Regions from separate parts of the Acanthopagrus latus genome. Here region 2 is linked to region 1. The links are chromatin contacts, called in public Hi-C maps. All regions are on one chromosome and are shown on one strand. The core of a region is the stretch at or near the end of the contact, and the rest is flanking DNA. Distances in the headings are between cores, read along the strand shown. Region 1 holds the start of ppp6r3 (serine/threonine-protein phosphatase 6 regulatory subunit 3). Region 2 holds the start of LOC119025111 (cytochrome c oxidase subunit 8B, mitochondrial).

What was found. Hi-C and Micro-C count contacts between places; a contact is called where the count stands out from the background.
Region 2: a contact with region 1 is called in a Hi-C map of muscle, with 5 times the contacts expected there. The contact joins the promoter of LOC119025111 here to the promoter of ppp6r3 in region 1. A contact is called at or near these places in 2 of 4 Hi-C or Micro-C datasets (liver and muscle).

The regions. Positions count from the first base shown.
Region 1 is chr8:30,825,251-30,828,683 of fAcaLat1.1, reverse strand. It overlaps ppp6r3 (serine/threonine-protein phosphatase 6 regulatory subunit 3), which reads right to left and starts at 1,949. Exons shown (of 25, transcript XM_037108329.1): 1 at 1,629-1,949.
Region 2 is chr8:30,954,400-30,957,832 of fAcaLat1.1, reverse strand. It overlaps LOC119025111 (cytochrome c oxidase subunit 8B, mitochondrial), which reads left to right and starts at 1,759. Exons shown (of 2, transcript XM_037108469.1): 1 at 1,759-2,014. The coding sequence starts at 1,907. It overlaps LOC119024715 (a long non-coding RNA gene), which reads right to left and starts at 141. Exons shown (of 5, transcript XR_005076574.1): 1 at 1-141.

The DNA.
Region 1 (3,433 bases), core at 700-3,199:
AAATGGCATTTCAACAAATGCTGCAAACATTTGACAGCCAGTACAAATTGCCTGGGAGAACATGAGTGTCGTGAAAGACAGTATAGTATACTAGGGTTAGGGTTATTGTTTTTGGTTGTGTGTAATTCAAGTGCAATTTTTTTTTTTGAGACTGAGAGTCATTTTTATTTATTGTTTGGTTGTTTTATTTATTTAGGATATTTAAAATGTCTTCTTCACATTCCAATTACAATGTTAAATATTCTTTAGAAATAAAAGTTTACAGATTATTGAAAGGGTGTACTTACATTATTATGCCATAATCATTATATTAGTTGAAAAATGGTCTTAAAACGACAATATTATCGTTTATTGCAATAATTTCTGGGACAATTTAGTGTCCAGCAAAATTTGTTTTCGTGACAGGCCTGTGTGTGTGTATGTGTGTATATGTGTGTGTGTGTGTGTGTGTGTATATATATATATATATATATATATATAGATATATAGATATATATATATATATATATATATATATATATATATATATATATAGATATAGATATAGATATAGATATATATAGATAGATAGATAGATAGATAGATAGATAGATAGAGAGACATATAGACATATACACACACAAACACACAAATATATATCTATATATCTATATCACACACACATATACTTAGTGCCTGACTGAGTGTCCCAGTACACAGAGCCACTGCCACGAGACCCGCACATATATGGTCTAGATACTGACTGGCAACTGTCAAGTTAAATGAATTTGATTGTTCACTACGTACCAAACCTTCGTATTCTACACATTCAAACATCGTTTTCTTTAAGGTAACTTAACAGAGCAGCTTTGGCTTAAGCACACACAATTCTACAGCTCCTTGTAGGTGCTAATTTCGAACCAGCCCCGTAGAAGACACATCTTTATCTCAGATTGCAGTCATACATGATCATTAACTAGTGACAATATTTTATATAACTATCCGCGAATCGCAACCACAGTCAACGTTTCTGAAAACATGATAGCGACGTAATAACGTTCTACAGCTGGTTAAATCGGACAACGTCAGGAAAGGTATTAGCGTTAGTTTAGGCTAAAAATGGGTTGAACAGACATACAACCAAGACCTGAAAATCCACGCCATCACCTGATCCGTGTAGGGTAACAGTGACTAATGTTCATTTAAACGTTTGAAGCAACGTCGGACCATTTACACACCAGGGCCCAAAACAGTCTACCACTATTGCAACAGAAACACACCGGCTCAGTGAACCTGGCTAACGTCACTAGCTATCGTTGGCTATTGTTAGCTAAACTGGCCACCTAAAATCAGTCTTAAACCAACTAAGCTAGCATTGGGGGACCTGCATACATAAGCGGATATTAGTGGGCTGAGAAGTTGGCCACCTATATTTCACTATGGCCTCACGGTCCCTAATTTCACTGATATGACATGTTAATATTGCCACTGTCCTAGCTAGCTAGAGGTACACCAAGAGCGTCTGACAGTATAGTGTTAAGATGGCCAAGTAAGCTTCTTGCTAGGCAGCTAACGTTAGCCTGCTATCTGAAGACTGCTGGCTAATCGTCTCTGCAGCACCAAGTGCATGGGCTGACAAGTGTACCTACCGATAGACAACGGTAAACGGCGAGTCTCCAGCATGTAGCTTATCTTGCCATTAGTCCAAGGCCTTAATACAACGAACAGATAGGTGCTAACAAATTCCAGTGAGGAAAATAAAGCGTTTAAAACTGATTCTGACAGGCGCGAAAAGGGAGATCATCAGAGGGCACTTTTCAAGATGGCGGCTTCGTCAACTTCAGCGACCCCTTCCCCCACTACAGCTACAGCGTTTGTCACTCGAACTGTCACAGTAAAACTATTGGTTGTTATGCCATCGCTCAAACCACTCCTCGAGGTTTTATTGGCTACGGTGCATGCCACTGCACAACGTCATTTGATTGAAGTCAAATATTCTGTGGCCCGGACAACGGGGTTTATACTGTTATATTAACGGTGTATATTTAGTAATAGTAATGTGGTAATGGAATAATATTATTACATGTATTGAATTGTATTTCGATTCCTAAAAAACAATATTTGAATGAAAATTCGTTGATTTAAACAATAACCCCGCTCGACTGTTTTCTTTGCCCTATAAATCGAACATACTCTCCAAGTCTGAACACACCCTTTGCTCGTCGAGAAACGCCCCGTTTACAGAAGGGAGCTGATAATGACAGCAGAAGTGCTGTATTTCGAAATCACTCTCACTTCAGTGTGGAAAGCTGAAACCAAACCAACACTCAAGACGATACTAAATTGCCTCTTATTACAGAAAATTGTTATTTAGAAATATAACTGAAAAAGGTTACTGATGTAAAATTGTAAAATGCTGATTTTTTTTTAAGATGATTTCCATGGCATTGTGGTTTATTATTTACCGCAGTTCATTTCATTTTCAAAACTTGGTATAAACATTGCCACTGCCATCTTGAAGATATCTGACAAAGGACTTACCAATCCGCCACTAGGTGGGGCTCTGGTGCCAGTTTAAATTTATATTTGGCCCTGTGCCCACACCATAACAAATGAAATTCAAAGGGGTGGTATAGAATGGCCCTTGTAACTCACAAGCCAAAAATGACCACCAGGTGGCGCTATTTTCAATGCGAAAGAGTTTTTGGCCCATTACTCCCACATAATACATGGCACATTGTTAAACCTTATATCTACATGTTCCTTCAATTCAGTGGAATTGTGTGATGTAGGCCACGCCCACTTTTGCAGTAACTTTACATTCGCATTCGCATTGGCAATTTGAGCAATTTGCACCAAACTTTGCATGAAGTATCTGTGGACCCTCCTGCAAAAAACTTGTCAAAAGAATTTTGATAGACCAAAAGATGCCCAAAATATAAAACAACAAATTCCTGCACGTTGTGTTCAAAACAGTCTTTTGTATTTTACCCAAATACATTGCGATTGCCACAACACTTTTGCCAGTTGTATTTCATGGCCTGATGAGCGTTTGTACAAAATTTGGTGCAAATCGGCCAATAGGTGGTGCTCTGATCGCAGTCTAATTAGTGTGAATGGAAAGTAAATGGGAAAATCTTCAAATCCTCTTCAAAACTCATTGGCTTTCAACCTCTTCTTGTACCTTATAGGTTGAGCTACAGACACCATTCCACCTTTAACAGAGTCAGAATACCTTGAACTATCTGGCACGTATTCAGTATTTAAAAATCTTTCACTCTTTTCAAATCATCACAGTTTTAGATTTGAGGATTCAGCTCGTCTTCTCATTTTATAATGTATAATAATGTGTATTGCGTGAGCTAGAGTGCATGACATCATCGCTACAGTGTAGCTGGAAGAACTGGAGAAAAAATTCTCTTCACCTTGATTTGGATCACATCTTTTACTTCAC
Region 2 (3,433 bases), core at 510-3,009, 130 kb before region 1:
ATCAGAGCCTATTTCATCACAGCCATATCTAGCGGGGTGAGCAGTTATAAGTAACGCTGACTGCATTTTCTCAGCCATTGTAACCAAATGAACGTCTTCTCCTGCAGCTCTGTACTTCTGCAGAGGAGTGAGCTGAATATTTCCGCCATCAGCGAAAGGTAACTTGTGCTCGTGCGGAGGAGGGAGGGACAGAGGGGGGCGAAGGCAGAACGAGACGTGGGGGCATCTGACCAATCAGAACATCTGACCAATCCGTGCTATTCAGCCAAAAAGCATGGATTGGTCAGCTTTTTCTCAATCCTGCCGCTGCCACAGAGGTCTGATTATTTTCTTTCCTTTTTCTGAATACATAATGTATTGACTACTCTCAGGATAGCAGGACCATTGCACCCAGTATAACAAAATGTGTTTCTGAACAACATTACAGACCCTAGCTTTAACTTTGAGCTAGTTTGGAGGAAAGTCAGAGATATGGACCCATTTCAAACAAGTCGTGGGCAGTGACAACATGTGTGTCAATCTGTACAACTTTTGCATTCATTTAGCAGCTTATAACTGACAAGAGGCACCACTGCTTAGAGTTTAGTTTCCCATTGTCCCTGTTAAAAGTGTGAAGCACATTGTAGAAATAAAGAATGAATATGAACTATCTGCACCACTTTGTATTCCATTGTACAATATTCTTCTGTATCGCATGGTATCGCATAGTGTTAAACCAAATTGTACTGTATCGCACTGTATCACAGTAGGTGGGAGAATCGTATAATTTCGTATCAGTGTTGTTTCATACGAATCTTTAATCTATCGTATTTGGCAGTGTATCAAGATGCGTATCGCATCGCCTCAGTGTTGAAGATGCACATCCCCACTGCAGAGAGCATCATTAGTCTTAGATGTTATATTGTAGTACCTATAAAAGTCCAGCAGAGGGCGAATTGAGACCGTTTAAGTGGCCAAGGTTCATGTTTTGCCTGCAGTGGCAGCAGAAGGCTGAACGCAGGTAGGCAGTGAGTTGCACATGTGAAATGCTGCAAGTGGTTCAGTAAAAGACCTTTGAAAGGCCGTTCCCGTGTGAACAGTGGATAATTTATGAAGTTGCAATGTCACATATTGTGTGATCACCGGTGTATGATAGTAGAAGCTAGACTAAAGTGACAGAAGATCAGAAACTTAAGAGAATCAAGGTAAGCTAAATTCAGTGTCTTATTTCAGCAAGCTTGAATCTTAATTTGGATTGTGGAGAATTTTAATGCTTGCATTTGTTTCTTACTTTTTTTGTATAAATAAACTATACATCCTGGATGAATAATGAAGTGTGCCAGGGGAGGTTCTTAGTATAAGAGCTGGAATGTACAGTAATATTACAACAAATAATAAAAATAAACAATATAATAAAAAGGTAAGAAATAGAATAGACTCGTATGTGTAATCATAATATAGTACACACAACTTGGTGTGTAAATGTGGCAGAATAGAATTTAAGATGTAGCTTTACGTGATTTTATTTATTTTTTATTTTCTTTCTATTTATGACATGTTTGACAAAAACAAAACACAAGCGCAGCATCTCCTTGTATGTGGAGTACAGTGAGGCAGACGACTGCGCTCTGAACAGCCGCACTACAGAGTGACGTGTTCAGCGGCCAGCAGCAGTACTGCAGGGTTCACACGAGGACATGTCCCCCGCTCAACGGTCATGGTGTCAGATACCGGAGGTGAGACGGCCAATTAAATTTCCCAGAGGGCAGCTCGCCCCCCCCATTACACGCGCGCGCGTTGCGCCTGGCAAGTAGAGAAGAAGTGCAGGTACAGTGAGCTGTATCAGTATCAGCAGTATCATTAAGCTGCTTTCTTGTGTCGGCCTGTCCTCCAGTCCTTCCGACTTCAGCACCACTGCACCGTCGCTATGTCTCTACCCACCGTGTCCCGGTTGTTTAGGAGCGCGCTGAGGACTCCGCTGGTCTCTGTGGCTAATGTGGCGTCCAAACCTGCCAAAAACAATATCAGTGCAGGGGTGAGTTCATGTTCTGTTTACTGAACCAACGTGACCGTAGCGGGTGCTTTTAGTCCTCAGGGGAAAGACATATTCCCCGCTGCAGGCCATGAACCGATCGCCAGCTTATCAAGTGTTAATTGTTCCGCGTCTCGATGTGTCACCATATGACAGATCATAGTCCTGAGCAGGTCTGCCTTATTCTGCCTGCGTCAAACCTTACATTTTCTTGCCTGTGTCGTCCTGCCTTAAAACATTATCCATCTATTAGGACTGTTGAATACGCTGATTTTCTGTGTCACATCATAACTTATCATACGAATGTTTTGTTTTTGTTTTGTTTTTTTTAACACTTTCGTCAAGTGCGTCAGTCTTTCGCCATGATTCCGCTCAATGCCAACACGTACACATCCAGCCAGCTCTGACATAAACAAGAAACTGTAGGCTTTATCTCGAAATGTTGTCATGGTAGTCCAATATATTTATGATGCTGTGTTGTTAATTTGTTGTATTTGTAGAAGTTTCGTATTAAAGAGTTAACAGTGTTTAATACCGTGTCGTCACTGTGTCTACACACGCTGCCTGTAGAGCAGATGTCAAGCGACTGACCTTGATAAGAACTGTCCGACATGGCTGGCTTGAAACGATTTTAAAATGAAAGATTACAAGTTATGGTAATGTTAACATAATTTTGCTCATTGTGACACATATCATTCACAGGGACAGATTAATCACAATATTATCCAGTCAGTATCAATAAATGGTTGGTTACCTTTTATATGTGTGGCTTATTGCCCCACTTAGAGAGGGCATCTATCCACTTTATCCAGCTTTAAAGGTGCAATATGTAAGAACTGGCCACCAGTTGAAGCAGATTTTTTTCTGTCAAGTCTTTACAATATGCCACCATTGGAATCATTATCAGCTAAAAGACAGGTTTTTAGACAACATTTTTTGTGGAGCCAATATCCATTATTTGCAAGTGACGTGTTTAACTTCTTAACATCTATAAACATATACACACATTATTGTGTGCCACATTGTGATAACGACATTCCGTTGCACTGGTATCTGATTAGTATTTGGTATTGAGTATGAGTTCAGGTATCTTAATAGGAAAGGGAAAAAATGGTATCCGGACATCTCTGCTGTTGACTGTAGCTACAGTTTGGTAGTTCAGTTACTGATATTAACACAACTACCATGGCAATTTTGGACCTCCTAGCCAAGGCTGGCAGAAACAATCAAAACCAAACAGTTTGCTGGCCTACACTATAGGAGGTTACTTCCTGTGATATGATAGCTAATTATAAGTATAGCTCATTCAATAATAACAAGTCTCATAAAAGGTACTTAATTGTCAATTTGTAACTCTGTTTAATACTTCATTTAATAACTACAACCAAAATTACCATAACTTTTTTCTACACCAAGAGTAAA